2 separate regions of the Sus scrofa genome follow, and region 2 is linked to region 1. A link is a contact called in public Hi-C data. All regions are on one chromosome and are shown on one strand. The core of a region is the stretch at or near the end of the contact, and the rest is flanking DNA. Distances in the headings are between cores, read along the strand shown. Region 1 overlaps ADCY2 (adenylate cyclase type 2). Region 2 overlaps ADCY2 (adenylate cyclase type 2).

Region 1 (7,046 bases), core at 3,182-5,681:
GAGCTCCTGGCTGCTTACAGGCAAAGGGCTGCACAATGGAGCAAAATTATGCTTATGCTTCTAAAAACTAGAAAGTCTCCCCCCTCTTGAGGCTCCTGCCCTATGTGGCTCCTCCCCCCGAGGCTCCGCCCAACAAGGCTCCTCCCCCACGAGGCTCCTCCCCCGAGGCCCCTCCCCCACTGAGACCACTCCCTGTGCCGCGTGGGCTGTCAGTTTCTTCTCTTGCTTTACTTCCAAAGGTTGGCCACACATCCATTTGGCCCAAACCTTGGAGTCCTACATGCAGCCTCCAGTTGTCTCATTCTGCACATCTGACTGATGGACTATCTAGATCGGTCAACTTTCGGCAAATATCCCACAAAGGCCACCTCCAACTTCACCCTACTTCCATCTGCTGGTGCCCAGCTCTAAGCCACCAGGGTTATCACCGCTGCATTGGCCTCCCGCCCCGTCTCAGGACTCCGTCCTTCTCCCCACCTCTCAGCAGAGCAACCACTACCTCTGATGGAACGAAAGTTAGACCATGCCTGTCATGCACTCACTCAGGATGCTGTGAAGTCTTCTCCGATCACCTGACAACAAAGTCAGTGACCTTGACATTGCCTGCCCCGCCTACGCGGTCCACCCACGCTGCCGGCCACGCACATTGCTTTGGTTCTCTGCTCCCGCACCCTGGCTCCCCTGCACCTAGAACTTTCTTCACCCCGTGTCTGCATCCCTTGATCTCACTCAAATGACATTTTATCAGTGAAGCCTTCTGTGACCAGCTTATTCCAACGATACCTCCACCCCCCAGCTCGACAAAAGTCAAACCTCTATTTCTGCTTTATTTTTTCTGTTCAATGATCACACTCTGCCATACACACACACACACACACACATATAGATTTTAACAGGTTTGCTTATTGTCGCTCATCTTCTGCTAAGAATACCAATGCATAAAGGCAGAGATTTTATTATTAGCGCCCACTGCTTTCCCCAGCTTCTAGGAAAAGTGCCTGAAACCAATGAATCCATGTTGAATGGGTATCTTAAATGGATGTGCATCTGTTTGGGTGTCATTTTTCCATAAGTAGAACAATTCCATCCTTCTCTTTTTTTCCTACTTTTTTTTTTGGTCTTTTTAGGGCTGCACTTGCAGCATATGGAAGCTCCCAGGCCAGGGGTCGAATCAGAGCTGCAGCTGCCAGCCTACACCACAGCCACAGCAACGCCAGATCTGAGCTGCATCTCCAGCCTATGCTGCTGCTCACCGCAACACCAGATCCTTAACCCAATGCAAGAGGCCAGGGATCGAACCCACATCCTTGTGGACACGAGGTCAGGTTCTTAACCCACTGAGCCACAACAGGAACTTCTCACCCTCTTCTTTTTAAGTGAGTTTTGAAAGCTTTCTTCCCCCACTTTACTCATCTGATCCTCTCTTTCCCTCTCCTTGAAACAAAGTCCTATGGAGGAAGAGAGAAATGGATATACCCCCCAGGGCCAGCACAGAAAGACGCAAACCCGCACTCTGCTAACGCACGGCCTTCTCAGTGTGCAGGCAACCCTGACAAAGGCCAGCCCAACAGCTTATTAACCCCCAAGCAAGACAAGTTCACTATCTCGAGCTGCAATCCCCACTTATGAGACAGTTTCACACGTTATGCTAAAACAGTTTTTATTGTGCTCACGAGACAAGAAACTTATTTGGGCTGAATACTTAAGTGGTTAATATTGGAAAATTTTACACATGAAAAGTAACTTTTGGTAAGACTTCAAAAGGGCTTGGGAAGGAGAATTATCTGTGGAATATCTGTCACAGTATATTACTGGAGAAAATGACTCTTACACTGACCATTTTTTAAAATCAAAAATGTCAACCTTATGGATGGATCTAATACCTCTCAGTGAGAGTTTTGGACACTCAAGTACATGTTTCACTGATGAACCTCATGGTTTTTAATGCAAATTTTTCATCTTCTTCAGAGCAATAAAAATCAAGAAGTCCTCATCTGACAGCAGGCATCAAAGGATTCTGGACAACCAGGAAGCCTTTAGCCCTCTGTCTCAAGGCATCTCTCTGCCTCTTGGTCCTGGTGTTGCTTCTAGATCTATTAGGTTCATGGTCCATGAAATTAAGTCCCAACTCTACCCCCTCTCAGAACCATGGTCCGCTCTGGAACTGTTTACACTGCCATAACAAACACAGATAACTCCCGTATTTTATGGAAAAAAGGCTCTCCTCTTACAGTAGGGAGACATTGCTGATAAAACTGACTCTCTTTTGTGTAAGACTAACAAATGACTGATTTTATGAGTAACAGTCAAGGTCAAGATGAATGCCGCCCTAGGATGTAATAAATGAAGAAGGATGCTTATCCCCAAGGGGAGCGAGCTGCTGCTGGTGCCCAAACCCATCTCAAATGCATCCCAATAAACCTGCATTTTATCTCTCTGATTAAAAAGGTTTAGAGCCAGTACCATCTAACTAGGAAACGTGAGTAACATGTAATCTCAAGCTATGCATTTTATCTCACAACATGGAAAATCAAAACTTACCAGAAAGACGTCTTCTCTTTAAGTTCACCTTTCCAAAGAAGTTACACTTTGCTACTATTTTATAGGGGTCCCTCTGTTGGGGGGTATGTTTAGTGTCCTACATAATTAATATAGGATGTTCTTACATTCACCTGGTCCCAGATGCAGCGTAGAATTTTTGTTCACATTTGCTTCATTTCAAAAAATCTCTGATTTAACATGTTCCTTTAATTTTTTCCTTTTTTTTTTGTGCAATCTCTGTTCAGTTTACTGACCTGCTAGTTTCTGTGCAGTTCCAATTCTGACTTCACAGAGTTATATAAACAGGTAAGCAAATTCTCCCTTGCTCTTTTACTTATTTTATGACTTTTTAGAGGTTCTCAAGATCTTTCATTTTTCTCTTTTATCATTTTTTTTTCCAGTCCCAGGAAAAGATGATTATGAGTTTGGGATTGCATGTTAAGCAGAGGCGGGATGGACACAGCTGGATCTCCACGCCTTCCCCTCGGGAGCACAGGCCCCGCTGCCATTTCTTCCGATTTCATTTTCCGTCTTTCAATGAAATGGTGCTTTCTTTTAATACAGGGGCGGACCTATATTCTTTAATGAGTTTGACCCTATTCTTTAATGAGTTTACTAAATATTAATAACCGTTTTCACGACAGAATCTTATTTTTAATTGATCCAAAGACATCCACTTCCATTTGGAAGAAAACACTGCCAGAGTCTTTCCTCGTAATGTTTAAAATGATTTCCAGATGGATGATATTTGAATTAAAACACAAAAATACATTCATAAATATTCAGGAGACCCTTTACAAACTATTGGAAATGGGAAAAGCTTTTCTAAATAAGATGGAAACCTAGTGACGATACAGGAAAAGGGCCAGGTTTGCGGGTCTAATTATAAAACATTTAAAATACAGGTGCCTTAAAGCACCATGTTCATTTTAGGTTTACCACATGCGATTTGATATTTTTATACCACTGGCTATATTCCCTGTGTTGTGCAATATGTCCTTGTTTATTTCTTTTATAAATAGGAGTTTGTACCTCGTGATCCCCTACCCCCGTCTCGCCCCCGCCTTCCCTCCCCACGCTGCTAAACACTAGTCCGCTCTCTCTGTTAGATCCATTTTGTTATATTCGTTTGTTTTACTCTGTAGATTCCACATATAAGTAATAATATACAGTGTTTGTCTTTTCCTGCCTGACTTATTTCACTAAGCGTAACGTCCTCCAGGGAGTGCCTAAAATTTGAAGGCTCACCGTAAAAGCTGCTATAAACGAAGACCAATAATAGGCTTAGGTGGGCAAACTGGCAACACATATTAAAAATAAAATAGATTAATATTCTTTAACAGGAACATTATAATTAAGCATAAAATACATATAATTATATATATCAGTATATAATTATTAATATATAATATATATCTCTTTTACAAATTGAAAACCACTGTAGAGGGAAAGATGTAAAAAGCCACATCAAAGACAAGGCAATTCAAATGGCCAGAAAGCACAATCGAAAGCTGAGAAGATGAGCCTCTGAAAATGTACCTCCTGCCCCAGAAAGAGCAGAACATGTCTTCACCCCAAACTTTTACTACCAGGCCAGTCCTGGCGCTGCCTTGTGTTGGAAACCTTCACAATTGTTGAGTGTTCCGCAGAAATCTTACTCCAAGGGCAACATTTAGAGATTTCTACATCACATTCACGGCCTTCAAAGAATAGCAGGGAGACAGACTTACTTGACCAAGAGGCAGCAGGAGTGGCCAACAAATCTAACTAGAGAACCAGCAAAAGATACTACAGTAAATATTTTCTTTCCATATATAATCTCATGAGAATGTGAAAGGGTAAACAGCTGCTGCTGCATTTGGATCTGCATCATCTGCAGCCTCTCCTCCAAGATCTACTAACGATCTACTTTTGAAACATCACACGAGTGTGTGCAGATTTGGAAGAAAAATGATATCATCTGAAAGACCCACAGTTAAAATTTATCTACTGGACTGGTTACATAACATTTTAGTTGTTTCCCATTAAACAGGATGTGAGAATATTAAAGGAAAAACTTTTTGTGAAAAAAAAAAAAGAAAGCAAATTTACCTCCTACTCTAATTCTGAAGGTGGTGAGGTCACTACGGTCAAACTGAATTCCCTTTAAAAAAAGACCACAGATGCAAATAATAACCAATTTTTCTTTGGCTGGAATGCTATTTGTGTTACCAGTGGTAAAACAGGAAAGAAAAACTGAAATAGTTTATGGTAATAAACCTAATAAAAGTACTGAATATATAAATATACATAATACATAATTGAGATAAGTTAATACCCAACCTTCTAAATGCCCAGAAATGAAAACATATTACACTCCTTTTCACATATGTTAAACGTAACTGTATTTATATGGAAGGTTTCTGTGGGCCGACTTTATCCACACCATAGCATTCATATCTTTCAGCACCATTATTAAAATATACCATGGCCCTGTCAAATATTCTGTACAATATTTCACCTTTTCTGATGATGAAAGACAAGTAACACTTTCTTAAATTATTAAACAATCTTCAAAGAAAAAAATCTTGCTTCCTTTGTGTGGTCCCAAATGAACAATTCATTTTTTCCCAAATGCAAACAAACACAAAACCCACATTTTTTTTTTTAATCTTTTTAGGGCCGCAGCTGCCGGCCTACACCACAGCCACAGCAATGCAGGATCCAAGCCACATCTACGACCGACACCACAGCTCGCAGCATCGCCAGATCCTTAACCCACTGAGCAAGGCCAGGGATGGAACCCACATCCTCTTGGATCCTAGGCAGGTTCTTAACCCACTGAGCCAAAATGGCAACTCCAAAACCCCCAATTTTTAAAACATTCCTTTGAATAAAGAGAACATAAGGGATTCTTGCTTACTGGACTATACAACTATTTTTAAAAACACAACTTTTCAAAGAGAGCCAAAATTTCAATACAATCTAATTTGGCTGCAGTTTGCCCTCAGTTTATCCTGTTCGCTGGTACATCTGTCAAAACCTGCTTCTGGCATTTTCTGAGTCAAGGAAATTAAATGGCGCAACTAAAAGATTTCCAGTATCAATGAATAGTCTCTACTCACCTATCCTCTGCCCTCCATTTACCTTCCTTCTACCTCTTCTTACATCAGCACCTTTTGCTGTCCTGTGTACTGGGTTCAAGCAGTGACTCCTTCAATGACTCATTTCCTTTTATCTCATTTCCAGTAGCTCTTGTCAGCTTTGATTTTGGTTTTAGTAGATGGAGTCTAAAGACTCACTCGGACATGGGATTTCAGCCTCCCGAGCAGCCAGGCCCATCGTATCCGCCACACAGTCCATGACCCAACAGTGTCTGATGCCTCTGCATGCAGGTAGGAGGGAACAGGTCTATACCCAAGGGGCCTTTGGAATCCGTCCTGAAAGTACCCATTTAACCTGGCTTGGCTCCTGCTTTACTTCCTTGGATGGTCTTAACATATCTGGGGTTAAGAAAGGCTTCCAAGGTGCTTCCTCCAAGCGACAGGGTAAGAAGGGCCTGGAGCCTCAGGTGGGGTTGCATCATGTGGTTTCCGCCCCCACCGGAAGAACCCGAGGGGAACCTTTCTCCGAGGCTCCATTCAGCTGCCGGAGGACACCTGAGAAAAACACCCGGGAAGATGGGGCAGAAGTTTGGGTCTAGAGGGAGCGAGTCCCCTGAAGGCTCAGAAATGACGTCCTCCCTACAAAACGAGAGAGTCACTAAGGTTTCCTTCATTATTTATTTGTTCGCACTTCTCTATTCATTTGGGATTTATTTTGGTTGCTGTTGGAAGGTAAAGGTTTGATACACTGTTGACCCCAATTATGTAGCCAGTTTCTCACCCTCTTTGCTGAATAATCTTTATCATTGTCCCTGGTGGGTGATGCTGCCTTTATATCGTCTTAATTCCTTGTGCGTCTTTTTTTTTGCTTTTTTGGGGCCGCACTTGCAGCATATGGAGGTTCCCAGGCAAGGGGTCTAATCAGAGCTGTAGCCGCCGGCCTGCGCCAGAGCCACAGCAACACAGGATCCGAGCCGTGTCTGCGACCTACACCACAGCTCATGGCATCGCCGGATCCTGAACCCACTGAGCAAGGCCAGGGATTGAACCTGCGTCCTCATGGGTGCTAGTCAGATTCGTTAACCGCTGAGCCGAGATGGGAACTCCCCTTGTGTGTCTTAGTATCTGTTTCCGTGTTCTTTTTTTCTGTTCCAGGGGTTGTCAAACTATGGCCCATGGGCCCAATCAGGTGAGCCGTTTGTGTTTTACAGCTTGCTCTTGAGCTAAGACTTACTTTTGCATTTTTAAACAATTGAGGGGGAAAAACCAGTATCTCATGACACATGAAAATTATACACATTTCAAATTTCAGTGTAATAAAGTTTTACCGGAGCACAGCATGCTCAGTTGTTCGTATTTTATCTATGGTCACTTTTGTGCTATCCCAGAGATGGATAGTTTGGCTCCCAACACCAAAAATAA
Region 2 (7,046 bases), core at 1,175-3,674, 140 kb after region 1:
GTCAACACAGCCCCTGTTACTCCCAGGACTCCTTTTTTTTTCCCCCAATTGGAATCGGTTAGAAATCTTCTAACCCCTTACAGGAAAGTGTATTTATTTAGTTAAGCAATGGCTTAGATGCAATGGTAGTGTTTCCAGAGGTTAGAAATGGCCTTTCTTCTGTCCTGAACCAGCCCTACTGGGCCCAGTCTCCAGGTTCTGCTGGAGATTCCATGATGTCAGATGGCAAAAGGGCGGGTTCCCGCATCGGGCGTGGGTTAGACAGAGAGCGAAGGGGCATCCAGAGGAGATGACGTCAGCCGAAACCAAGCCTGGGTCTTCCTCCAGTGGGAGGAAATAATGCTCGGATTCCAAAGAGCCGTCCTCTTCCCTGGACCTCACTTCCATAGGGGACCTTACATCGGTTCACTTGAGAGTATCAGCAGGACACTGAAACTGGTCCTGAGGATCTCCAAGCAACAGAGGCCAAGACTTTTGCCCAACACAACCTGCCAACAGCAATGACCTCATTGTGCGACTGAGCTATTCCTCAGACTCTGCTGCAGCCTGAATAAAATACCCAAGGAGCGCCCATAACCTGCTTTGTTCTGATCTGATCTTCAACACACACCCAACTGAATGGTCTCCCAGGAAACCTAGCACCAGAAAGAAGGTATCTTGGTTGGCAGAGAAGAGTACTCTCTAAACAGCAATAAAACCATAAATTGGTATTCTGGGTGAAACTGGCTGAATCCTCCACACTCAGATCATCCCGAGGGCTATGAAAGAGATCCTGGACCCAGGCCGCCCTCGAACAGGGCAGACACCCTCGTGATCTTGGCTGAGACAAGCGGCTGTTTAAAATCACAATACGTGGGCCTCGACTTTGAGGGACCCCCCCCCAAGCCCCACCCGGTGAGATCTAGAATTTCTGTGCTCTCCCTACTGTGAAGCTCACAAATAACCAGATGAAAGCTTAGGGGCTGCACCAGAAGCCCGCAGAGAGATGCCCTCCAAACTATAAAGCTTTCAGTGTCTAAGGCAACCACTGGAGTTCATGTGCACAACTTAAGAGTGCAAGGCATCCAAAAGTACCCTACTGAGCCCTGGTGTCTTCGCATCTCTAATAGGGACAAAGATATGTATCTAGATGCTGAGTTTCATCTTCTTCGAAGACATGGAGCATGAAGAGAATCTGGAATGCAAAGCATTAGATGTTGACCAAGTTTCTGCATTCAGCACACTGACTGTGGTCTGAAGGAAAGCACGTACCTTAAAAGAAGGCAGGCGGAAGGTCACTGATGGAAGAGAACGGCAGGGCTTGAATCAATCTACAGATATTTCATTCAATTCTTCCATGCTAATGTTACAAGCACGATCATTATAGGTCAATTTAAAAAAAAATTGTCAATTGGAGTTCCCACTGTGGCTCAGTGGGTTAAGAACCTGACTAGTATTCATGAGGATGTGGGTTTGATCCCCAGCCTCGCTCAGTGGGTCAAGGATCCTGCACTGCCCTGAGCTGTGGTGTAGGTCACAGATGGGGCTCAGATCCTATATTGCTGTGGCTGGGGTGTAGGCCCACAGATGCACCTCTTATTTGACCCCTAGCCTGGGAACCTCCATATGCTGCAGGGGGGCCCTCAAAAGCAATGAAGAAAAAAAAACTGTCGAAAATACAACCATATCGAACTCAACAACATGCATATGTAAAGTTCGAAGACCAAGCTGCCTTCATTTTAATCCTTCATTCCCAAATATTTTGTCAACAGTTTGAGGTTTTTGGGTTTTTTTTTTTTTTGAATAGTTGGGAACCAAAGAAAACAGTTAATATTCAAATATTAATAACAATCACTTTACAGAATTTAAGGCTGAGGCCATTAATTAATACCCCAAGTATTTATTCCAAGAAAATGTAATGATATCACCCTCTAGCTATTTCTCTTAAGTCATCACATTCTTTGAACCTTTTGAATGCATCTTCATTCCCTGTTAAATATGGATGCGGTGACAGCTCTTACCATCGCTCAGTATTAGATTCCCTGGCATGTGCAGAGTGCTCAAGAAACAGTATTTCGAAAGTTTGAAAAATAGAACACGTTTTATTAGAACTAGCAATCGCACACATTCAGGTTAAAAAGAAGGGTTGTTTTTCCATGATCTGAACAATCACGCCACAGAGACTGCAGGACAGGAAGCAGCAGGAGAGACAGCCAACCCGCTCAGAGCCACTGGGAGACCCACAAGTGGGTCGGACTCTAAAAGCTGGGCTGGGACCCACAGTCCAGAGCAGCAAATCCAGGTCAAAGGCATAACTGATGTTCTTTTTTTTTTTTTCAAAATTTTACTCTAAAATGTAAAACACTATTAAAACCAGGACATTCCTTTGCACAGCAGCAGGTTAAGGATCGAGCATGGCTGCAGCTGTGGTGCAGGTCACAACTGCAGCATGAGTTTGATCCCTGGCCCGGAAACTTCCACATGCCATGGGTGCAGCCAAAACACACACACACACACACACACACACAAAAACAACAACAAAAATAACACAACAGAATTCTTAAAAGTACAACACATAAGATGACAGCCTCCCATGAGCATGCCTCATACACTGAACGTTACGGCATATTAGCTTTCAATCTTACTTTTTCACACAGGGTATCTTTATCTCTCTCTCTCTCACACTCACACACACACACACACTGAGAAAGTTACAGCTGAAGTCTCCCCCTCATTATCTTCGCTCCTTCCCTGTAAAAAACCAACAGGTGCAAATCAGTACATTTTTCTTCTCATTCATGTTTTTTTTTTAATTCTTTTAATACTTGCATCTGTAAATACTCAAAGAATAGATGCTTATCAAATTAGCATCATCCTGCAACTTCCTTTTCCATGCACGCAGCACTACGCTTCCCAAGTGTCTCCGTGTTGATATTACGTAGAACTATTAACTCACTGGACTCTTATTTAGTATTTCACTGAATAAAATACTGTAATTCCCTGATCCCAACCAATTCATCTACATGTCTCCTTAGGCACATATGGAAGGGTGTTTCTTGAGCATCTCCAAATAAACAAAAATAATTGGGATAGGTCTTTCCTTTCTTGATCAATTTTCTCTCATAATTAAAAAAAAAAAAACCTGTTTTTTTTTTTTTCTTCATGCCTTATTTAAGAAACCCTTCCCTACACAATGTTTTAAAGAGGCTTCCCTCTAGAGTTGTAAGAAAATCTTAATGGCCTGCTTTTCCTCTTTAGATTTTAACCCATCGAGAGTTCATATTTTTATGCGGAATAAGTAGGAATCTGACTTTTTCATAAGAAAAACCAATTTCCTTCTTTTGCTCATTTATTTCATGAATTCATTTTGTCACCTACTGAATCAGTCCAGTCCACCCTCTCTAAGTTTTAATTCTGCCTCTGCCACATAAGACAGGTCGCCTTCTGAATTCTCCCTTGCCTTTCTTTGCTCTATTAATCTTTATCAGGCCCAATATGATAAAGTTATTTTTATTTTATTATAATAAACCCTCAGTATTTCCTTCTACAAGGAATCTGTCTCATCTGTCTACAAAAAAAAAAAAAAGTTATTTCATCACTTCGCAATTTTTAGCGTAATGCATCTGCGCTAGCATCTTAGATATCTGGCTCTTTAGTTACATCCCCCATCAGGAGGCAAAATTGGTAGTAAAGGTACTTTTTTTCATATCAAGAGCATTAAAGAAAACATAAATTGGTGACCTAGGCATTTATGTGTGCACCATGTTCAAAGTAAAGAAATTACTTTAAGCAACACGCTGAATAGAGACTGAATTTCACCAGACTCAGCAAATGATATTCCAATCTTTTTTTCAAAAAAAAAATTGAATAGGCAATAAATCTTTGCTCAAGGAGTCTTCGTTTTAGACATGATAAAAATGGCAACACCACCACTGTCTTACAACATCTCAGTAACTTCACTCTCCTTAAAGACCTTTCCTTTCTTTTCACCAAGATAAAGGCTTGGAGGGGAACCGGCCAGGAGCTGATGAGTCAGCTCATCTGAAAGGAAAGAAGGCTGGACCAATGCCTTCCAGCCTGGGATCTGCCATACCTCCCAAAGCCTCTTTTTATATCTCAAGCTTCCGAGTGTTTGTTTGTTTTCCAAGTTTAAAATGGGAATCATACCTCCTATTTGAGATACGGTATCAATACTTTGGAGTGGAGTATGGAAATCATTCTTTGTGTACTAGAAAGCCTCATAACACTAATTGTATGCTTATCAAGATATAATTGAGTCATAAGAGTCTGTTCTATGCCCTCAGTACAAGTGATTTTCCAGATAGATGCCTTGTAACAACTTCTCCGGCTGTGGCTTGCATTTTCATTTTCATAACAGTACATCTGAATAGTAAACGTTTTACATTTTCATCAAATCATATTGATTAGGGCTTTTTCTTCCAAAGCTGACAATTTGCGGTGAGTCAAGAAATCGCTTTCTAACCCAGGGGTACCAAGCAAGGTCTTTTCTCATGCTTTCTTCCTGGAGTTCCACAGTTTTAGGACTAACTTCTCAAGCCTGCGATTTAAAACTTGGAGTTAAATTTTGTTTACTGCACGCGCCAACGGTGGAAGTTTGTTTGTTACTGAAGTGCAGCCGATTTACAATGTGGTGTTCATTTCTGCTGTACAGCAAAGTGACTCAGTCCTGCATAAATATAAATGCCTTTCCTAAATTATCTTCCATCCTATTCTATCCTAAGATACTGGATCTAGTTCCCTGTGCTGCACAGAAGGACTGCATAGCTTCCCCATTCTCAGTGTCACAGTTTGCATCTACCAAATCCAAATTCCCCGTCCATCCCTCCCCCTTCCCCTTGGCAACCGCAAGCCTGTTCTCCATGTCTGTGAGTCTGTTTCTATTCTGTGCATAGGTTCACGTGTTCCATGGCTTAGATTCCACATGTAAGCAGTATCATACGTATTTGTCTTTCTCTTGCTGACTTCACTTCACTTAGTATAAAATCTCGTTTCATCCATGTTGCTGCAAAGGGCATTATTTCATTCTTTTGTAGGGCTGAGTAATATTCTATTGTCTCTATGTGCCACATCTTCTTGATCCATTCATCTGTTGATAGCTATTTAGGTTGCTTCCATGTCTTGGCTGTTATAAATAATTCTTCCATGAACAGAGGGGTGCATGTATTATTCTGAATTATAGTTTTGTCCAGATATATGCCCAGGAGGGGGATGGCTGGAGCATATGGAATTTTATTTTTTTGCACATGGCTATCGAATTTTTTTCAGCAGCGACTGTTAAAAGCTTATACGTTTCCCTGATCACACTGGGTTGGAACACAGTCAAAAATAAAGTGACCATGTATGTGGACTATCCCTGGGCAGCCTATTGTATCCGCTGGCCTACGTGTCTGTCTTTACACCAGCACCATACTAAGTTCATTACTGGAGTTTTATAGTAAATCCTGAAATCTATCCATGTCAAATAAAGTCTCCATGTTCTGCTTTTTCAAATGTGTTTTAGCTTTTCTAGGTGCTTTCCGTGTCTATACATATTTTAGGATCTGCTCGCTACTCTATAAAAAGCTTGCAGGAATTTTTATTGAGATGGCAGTGACTACCCAGAACGACCTAGGAGAGAGCTGACAACAACATCGAGGCTTCGGATCCACCAACAGACGTCATCTCTCCGTTATTTCTTTCTTCAGTTTCTGCCAACAACGTCTTCCAATGTTCTACATAGAAGCGTTACACACATTTATTCAAATATCCAAAGTTTATTTTATATTTTGAAGCTACGGTAAAAGACATTTTTTTTCTTCAATTTCTAGTGGGAAGATTCAAATCTAGAGTAGCTCAGCCTTGTGCAAACTGCAACCTCACTAAACCCACTTTCTAGTTCTAGGAGCATTTTTTAGGTTCCATCGGATGTTTAACATAGACCAAAACTGTTCAACGCTAATGTCACGGACAGGGCACACACACACACAAAGCCAGGTGAACTTCTTTTCTAGTCTGTACGTCTTTTGTTTCCTCTTCTTGCCCTCTGTGTTGGCGAGGATGTCCCGTACAATGTGGAAGATCACTGCTAAGAGGGCTCAGCCTGGTCTTACGCCAGATCACAGGCGGCAGAATTCAGTCTTTCCCTATTCAGAACAACGCTCTACTTTTTGTGCAATTGCCCTCTATCAGTTTGAGGAAGTTCCTTTCTATTCCTGGACTGCTGAGAGATGCTACCCTGAGTAGGTGTTGAATTTTGTCAAATGTCTCTTCTGTATCCACTGAAATGATGGCATGCACTGCAATTATTGAAAGGATCTGCTGGGAGTTCCCGTCGTGGCGCAGTGGTTAACGAATCCGACTAGGAACCATGAGGTTGCGGGTTCCATCCCTGGCCTCGCTCAGTGGGTTAAGGATCCGGCGTTGCCGTGAGCTGTGGTGTGGGTCCCAGTGGTGGCTCGGATCCTGCGTTGCTGTGACTCTGGTGTAGGCTGGTGGCTACAGCTCCAATTAGACCCCTAGCCTGGGAACTCCACATGCCACAGGAGCGGCTCAAGAAAGGCAAAAAGACCAAAAAAAAGAGAAAGGTCTGTTATGATGGTGAATCCCATGAATGGATTTCTGAATGTTAAACCAACTTTGCATTCTTGATATAAGACCATTTTTTTTTTTTTTTTTTGCCAGACTCAAAGATACTAAAATTTCGTTAAGAATTTTGGTTTCTATGGTCATGAAAGAATTGATCTATAGTTTCCTTTCTTCAACTTCACTAGCAGAACAATTTCCTCATGCCATGAACTAGGAGATAGGTTCCTTCTACTTTGCAGAAGAATTTGTACAGTTTTGTATCAGCAAAAATATCTTCATCCTTAATTTTGGCAGCACTCACCAGGGAAGACATTCGGGCCTGAAATTTTCTGAGTGGGAAGATAATCAGCAACATATTCAAATTACTTCATACACGTGGGGCAATTAGAGTTACCTATTTCTCCTCGAAGGAACTTTGTTAGTTTCTTTCCAAGGTATTTGTCCATTTCATCTAGATTGTGGAATTTATCAGTGCAAAGCTG

Evidence for each region. Hi-C and Micro-C count contacts between places; a contact is called where the count stands out from the background.
Region 2: a contact with region 1 is called in a Hi-C map of skeletal muscle, with 4 times the contacts expected there. The contact joins two enhancer-like sites. A contact is called at or near these places in 1 of 47 Hi-C or Micro-C datasets (skeletal muscle) and 1 of 2 datasets of contacts at active chromatin or transcription factors (skeletal muscle).

The regions. Positions count from the first base shown.
Region 1 is chr16:74,548,485-74,555,530 of Sscrofa11.1, forward strand. All of the region lies in intron 3 of ADCY2 (adenylate cyclase type 2), which reads right to left. Among named protein-coding and RNA genes, the nearest start is that of ADCY2, 180 kb to the right of the region's middle. Within about 2 kb of position 4,432, at least 1 of the 83 cell types and tissues checked has an H3K27ac peak or open chromatin away from gene starts, as enhancers often do. A contact at or near this core is called in skeletal muscle, where this site is marked.
Region 2 is chr16:74,688,662-74,695,707 of Sscrofa11.1, forward strand. All of the region lies in intron 2 of ADCY2 (adenylate cyclase type 2), which reads right to left. Among named protein-coding and RNA genes, the nearest start is that of ADCY2, 38 kb to the right of the region's middle. Within about 2 kb of position 2,425, at least 1 of the 83 cell types and tissues checked has an H3K27ac peak or open chromatin away from gene starts, as enhancers often do. A contact at or near this core is called in skeletal muscle, where this site is marked.